2 separate regions of the Mus musculus genome follow, and region 2 is linked to region 1. The links are chromatin contacts, called in public promoter capture Hi-C maps. All regions are on one chromosome and are shown on one strand. Each heading gives the region's core, a stretch centred on a gene start, on an enhancer-like site or on the middle of the called end of the contact. The rest is flanking DNA. Distances are from core to core; before and after follow the strand shown. Region 1 has its middle 12 kb from the start of Gm40451. Region 2 overlaps Arntl (aryl hydrocarbon receptor nuclear translocator-like).

Region 1 (3,192 bases), core at 144-2,643:
TGTTCCTGCCAGAAAACATCTGCTCTGCCATGATGGACAACAATGCTCTGAAACTGTAAGCACAATCGTACCCGTCTGTTCATAAGTTACCTTGGTCACGGTATTTTACCAACAGCTATCAAAAAGTAACACAACTTATGACAACTCTAATGCTCCCTAGAAGGCTTCAGTAATCAAGGCAGTGTGGTGTTGGTGAAAAAATAAGCAAGGTAGTACCAAGCCAGACCCAGAGAAAGGTGATCAGCCTGTCTTTGACAAAGACACCAAGTCCACTGGATGGAGAAAGTATGGACTTTCAACAAATGATGCTAGAACCTTTAACAGTCATATGCAAAAGAACCCTAGTGGGCTGGAGATTAGGAGACTGGAAAGAAAGGAGTGAAGTCATTCCAAAGGAAGTGGGAAGAAAAGAAAGCTGGAAGAAGTTTATAGGGCAGGAAATTCTTGGGGCAGAATTTGACCTATAAATAAATCTCTGCACATGCTACCAATGTTAACCAGAGTTAGGGACATTGAAGACCAGAATTCAGTTCCCAGCACACTCCTGTTTTTTTACTTTTAGTATGGGGTGTGTGTGTGTGTGTGTGTGTGTGTGTGTGTGTGTGTGAGAGAGAGAGAGAGAGAGAGAGAGAGAGAGAGAGAAGGGGGGTCTTACTCTGTGGCACTAGCTTTGAACTCACAACACCTCAGCTTCTAGAGTGCTAACATTACAGCAATGAAGCAATATGCCCAGTTTGTAATTCACACACAACTACACACAGGCACACACACAAAATTGGTTTTATTTTTCTGTATTGGTATTTTGCCTCTACGCACACACATGCATCTTGTGTATCCCTGGTGCCTGAGGTCAGAAGGCAGCATTGGATCCTTGGAAGTCGAGTTACAGTCAGATTTGAGCTGTCATATGAGTAATGGGAATTAAACCAGGTCCACTAAAGGAACAGCCAGTGCTCTTAACCACTGAGCTGACTCTTCAGGCCCTGTAATTATTTTCTTGATAGTTGGAGTTGTGCATGATGTCTAGGGTAGAAGGGACTGTCACCCTAGTTCTCTCAGAAGGTGGTGGCAAGGAGCTGGGTATGATGCAGGACTCTAGGCTGTGTTAGCTCTCCGTCTCACAGTGAGCCTGTGGTTTTAGGCTGTGAACATCACAAATACTTCCCAGCAAGTCCCGTTGGTTTGGGCAACAGACAGGAGTGGGCTGGGTATGGTTCTTGCCCATGTGCAGGATTAGAAGGAGCTGGAATTCAGTATTTCTTTTCTTCCCCGTGGAAGGCGAGAGCCAGCTGGAGTTGAGCGTCTCCCCTTTCCCTGTCATTTCTGCTTTGCTAAACCTCCAGCTGGTTCAGCTCTAGTTAAATCATTTCTCCCGGGGGCAGGAGTTGCTAAGAAGATTGGAATGTGCTTGGTATTTCAACATGGTTTCTCTTCTCTCTCTACCAGAAGCACTGGGGGTGGGGGTGGCATTTCTCAGACAGTCACCATGAGAACCTATCAGAGCTCCAGGATGCAAAATTCACAGGAGTCTGGGAGCCCCAAGAACGGGGTGTCCCTGGAGTTTTCATCTCCCAGGCTTGCCCACGCGGCGCCTGCAGTATTTTATCAACCTAGTGCAGATGTGCTCAATCCTGGCAGAACCACTAGGGAAGTTTCAGCTTTTGGATTCCAGACCTGGTAAGATGTGACTCTCTTGTGTTTGCTTATAAGTCTCTCCAATTTGGGAGCAGAGGCTTGCTATATGACCTCACTTCTCTAATGGACCTTGGAAGAAGGGGTTGAATTTCCAATTTACTTAGCTTTTTGTCATTGTGAGGAGGGAGGCTTCTGGCTTTTTACATGCCAGACCGGAAACGTAGCTTTTACGTTGGATGCTTATGTGGATTACAGTCTGCTCTCATAGTTCAGGAAGTTTACATTGCTCCACAGTCAGCTATGGGCTCAGAACTTCCTCTCTGAGGGCTCCACAGAGGTTGAAATCCTGTGTATGTATGTATAGTCTTCCAGACTTCCAGTGGTTTTGCGTGACTTTTATTTTTAAGCTCAGCCTCTTAGTAGCTGCCCCTCTGGGGCAAAGGAACTTATTACTCAGACTGGCTTTAAGCAGCCTATTCAAGCAAAACTTCACCTTGTAATGATGACCTGTGTGAAGCCCAGGGGTATCCTTCACGCCCAGCCCCACATCCTACATGTGGGGTAGCCTTGAGCATGTGCAATGTCTCAGTGTTGACTCAGTCACAGCGGGCCTCTTGCCCTGGTTCTGTCAAACTTCTGTCTCTTCTGTTGGTTTGCTCACGTTACTGAGCAAGCGGCCTCCTTCCTCTTTGTCATCTTTCACCTCATCTTCAAGGTCTCCATGCTCTCAGATGGTGCAATGGTTTGAATGAGAGTTCCTGTGTAGGCTCATAAATTTGCATGCTTAGTCACCAGTTGGTAGAAGTTTGGGAAGAGTTAGGAGATGTGGCCTTGTTGAAGGAGGTATATCACTGGGGGTAGGCTTGGGGGTTCCCAAAAAGCTCACTCTGGGCCCCTTCTCCCCACCTCCTACTTCCTCCTCCCCCCTCCCACCCTACCCCCACCCCTACCTACAGATGAGGATGTGTAGTTCTCAGCTACTACTGCAACGCCATGTCTGTCTATCCTTGGCATGATGTTAATAGACTGACTCTCTAAAACTATAAGCCATCTCCCAGTTAAATGATGTCTTTTATAAGAGTTGCCTTGGTCATGGTGTCTCTTCACAGTGATAGAACAATAACTAAGGTAGACAGGTGTAAAGTTTTTTACTCTCTGTTCCAGACAGTTCCTCCCATACAGGCCCCATAGATCTTTCTTCTTCCCATGTATAGCCTCTGCTTTATTCCACCAAATCTGGGATGGAGACCCACTTTGTAAGTGGGCCATGCCTTTTTATGCAGAGAAGGAACAGGAGGGTAGTTGTCCTCCTTTCCTCTTGTAATGCTTTCTACATGGAAAACTCACCCTACGAGCACATGAAGTAGGGGTGGTGTGGGTTTGGGGTGGTGGCAGCTTATCTGATATTTGTAGCTTACCATATGTGAGGACAGTGTTAAACATGGAAGTACACACTGAATGAAAGGAAAACTGTAGTCCTCTTGGCTGTTTTGTTGTACAGTAGAACCTCTAGTACTAGGTTGATGGCATTGGATGGGGAGTGGCAGGTGAATCCAC
Region 2 (2,993 bases), core at 207-2,706, 590 kb before region 1:
GTCATCCCTAGCACATGACTAATGGTGTCCATTGTAACTCATTCTTCCTACCCATCAAAACTATTCAACTCCCTTAGTGTCTTTGTCTTCTAGGATTGTGACCCCCACTCCACCCCCAGAGGTGCAAAACACAAATCAGTTTAGTCATTGGTCCTGAGTGTCTGTCACACAAAAGGGCACTGTTGGGAGCTTAGGAAGCTTGGAGCTCCCCCCACCCCAGTACCCCTTCTGCTGTGACTTACTTTAATCTGGGCAGCATCCCCTCTGGAATAGTGATTACAGTATGGTGGGACTGAACCTGAGGGTCTCTGCAGATCCTCCTGGCTTTAGCTACAAGACCACAGCCAAAAATGCACAGGCTTTGGGCTTCCTGAGACTACAGGGTAACATTCACCCAGTGCTGGGCCCACAAGACAACACAACCCCAGTGGTTCCTCAGGGTGGCACAGATCTGCTGCTGCAATGAGCCAGACTCCTGAAATGGGTGGTTAGAATATTGGGATCTGTGTGTGTGTGTGTGTGTGTGTGTGTGTGTGTGCAGCTAAGTATAAGGGACAATGAAGAGTGATTTTTATCTCCCTCCGAGGACGCAGAAGTGCGCCACGCTATATTTATCCCTTCTGTCTCCTGATTTAGACCAGAAGTTTTTCCTGATCAGTCCTCACTTGCCAATACTTTCACTCTACATCTAAATGAAGAACCGAAGTCATGTAAGTTCACAGACTCAATGGACAGCTGATTTACAAAGCCCTTCGAGAGTGGCTGCAGGCTGATGCTGGCAACCCCATAATTAGATTCTGCAAGCTTTGCAGTGATTTTTTTAACTGTTTTTTTAATAACTCAGTCTTCCTTCTGGGATGAAGGGAAAGATAGAATTTGTTAAAATTAAATTGAGATTTAGTGGCTTTTCAGCCTTCTGCTGCTCGGTGCTCTAAATATTCTATAAATAAGAGAAGCCCTGCCCTATAGTGCACTGTAAACACCCACAGACACTCAGAGCCAAATTCTTCCAATTATGACCCTGTGCCTGTTGCCAAGCTACTGCAAGGACCTACTTGAAAGGCAGCCATCTAGGCCATTTCCTGATTAAGCTGCCTGTAGCAAGGAATCCAGGCCTGCTGCTCTGGCCTCACAGCCAGTCCCAAATAACAGATCTGTGTTCCTGAATTAAGCCTTTTCCTTGTGATAGAATTACAATTCAAAGGTTACTGCAAAACTCACTATGCGCCCAACCATCCTTTGGCCTGGGCTGGGTGTCCATTTAAGATGGAGGGCTGTCACACTGAGACTTTTAAAATCAGGCAGCCGAAGTGCAGTCCCAGCAGCATTTCTAATTGTGTTCAACAAATCAAGGTCAAACAAAAGTAGGTCAGCTGTCAACATGACAGGTGAGTCAGATACTGCAGGCCCTGCTGTACAGCTGCTTCGTGAACAGCAGGGGGCACCACTACCCAGTGCAGAGACTCAAATGGTCCTTCAACAAGTCCTCACCACACCCTAAGCAGTGGTGCATGGGGCAGGGTCCTGGGTTTACTGATTAGCAGCTCAAACATCAGTGCTTTCTGGCATTCACCAGACTGCAGAGCCCTTAAAGGACTGCCTAAGAAGCAGTCTGTGAGCGCCATGTGTCACTGAGATTACTTCCAGCTCCTTAGAAACCAGGATGCTCCAAGCAGTGTGGAGCAAAATGAGCTCAGGCTAGAATAGAAGCAATCTGCCTCCCAACAGGAGGCTCCCTGCTCGCTGGTGGCTCACTTGGGTGTGGACTCAAAGGGCATCATCTGAGGCCAGTGAGATGCTCTGGGAGCCAGTTCCCACCCCAGAAGGGAAGGATCCACTCTGAATGGCAGCCTCTTGGTGAGCTGGCACCTCTCAAAAGAGAACTGAGGTGTTAATGTGGGCCGGCTCCCAAAACTCATAGTGTAGACCAATATAGTTATAGGGACAGGGTTTCGAAGTGGACCTCCAGGAATGCTGGGAAGCGGGGGCCACAAAGCACTGAACCCCTTCAGAGAGGCCTCAAACCAAAGTGGTCCTTTCCACCATTGTATGTGTCACAGGGTTCTATTATCTATTAACTGTTAACATGTACATATGAGTGTTTGCTCTTAGCCCCTGAGCATTAGGTCAGAGACACTCTCTCTGCTTTGCTTGGTTCCCTCGGCAGAGTCACGGCAACATCTCTGGCCTTCAGTGAGTACTCTGTACATACCCACAGAGGAAATGAGCATGTGCACAGACCTCAGCAGGGGTCTGGAACAGGAGAGCCCCCATGCAATGCTATGAAACTGGTCTTTGTGCACAATGGGATAAAGCAAAGTTCAGGGAGGGTGCCTGTCTGCTCATCTTTAGTAAGCAATGGGGATGAATTTGAAAGCCAGGCATGCAACATTCCAACCCTGCTTCTACAGTGAGCACCCACGGCTTTTAGAATCTAGAAGCAGCAAAGAGTAACAACCTTTGAGGAGGAACCCACTCGTCAGGAAGAACTTTTCCATCAACCACCTAATTAATATACGCCAGGCTCAGCTCCTGCAACCCAAATCCAGGTCCCGACCCATCTTCAGAAGCACTGACAACCACAGCCGGAGCAGGGTGGAGAATTCTGGGCCTCCTCTCTGGTGGTGACAGTCATCATAGCCGTCGCTGTTAGCAACAGCAGGCTACTCCACGGTTCTCTGGAACAGTTCCAAAGAAAGGCCCGCAGGCAAGTCTGGGCCTGGCAGTGGTAAGGTCCTTGGAATTTGCCGTTTCCCAACCCAAGAATCAGACACTTGAATAGATAAGAGGGAGAGAGGGGAACACAATGTTTAAAACTGAAATCCCCCAAGTCTTTAAGTTGACAAGTGGCAACTGGAGTTGACCTGAATTGAGAACATTAATCTCTGCAGAAGCTAAGTTTATCCCCATTATAATCTATACACCACAACAACACTCCAATCCATCTGATATTTTGGGCCGAGCACCCCCACGCACACCAGGCTGTCTGCTAG

Evidence for each region. Promoter capture Hi-C pulls out the DNA fragments that hold promoters and counts their contacts.
Region 2: a contact with region 1 is called in a promoter capture Hi-C map of hippocampal neurons, with 2.6 times the contacts expected there. The contact joins two enhancer-like sites. A contact is called at or near these places in 1 of 39 promoter capture datasets (hippocampal neurons), 1 of 484 Hi-C or Micro-C datasets (embryonic stem cells) and 3 of 115 datasets of contacts at active chromatin or transcription factors (cardiomyocytes, embryonic stem cells and pancreatic cancer cells).

What each region holds. Positions count from the first base shown.
Region 1 is chr7:112,661,667-112,664,858 of GRCm38.p6, reverse strand. No RefSeq gene overlaps it. Among named protein-coding and RNA genes, the nearest start is that of Gm40451, 12 kb to the left of the region's middle. Within about 2 kb of position 1,393, at least 145 of the 459 cell types and tissues checked have an H3K27ac peak or open chromatin away from gene starts, as enhancers often do. A contact at or near this core is called in hippocampal neurons and pancreatic cancer cells, where this site is marked.
Region 2 is chr7:113,249,329-113,252,321 of GRCm38.p6, reverse strand. All of the region lies in intron 2 of Arntl (aryl hydrocarbon receptor nuclear translocator-like), which reads right to left. The region is part of intron 2 of Gm33721 (a long non-coding RNA gene); the gene reads left to right. Among named protein-coding and RNA genes, the nearest start is that of Gm33721, 11 kb to the left of the region's middle. Within about 2 kb of position 1,456, at least 130 of the 459 cell types and tissues checked have an H3K27ac peak or open chromatin away from gene starts, as enhancers often do. A contact at or near this core is called in hippocampal neurons and pancreatic cancer cells, where this site is marked.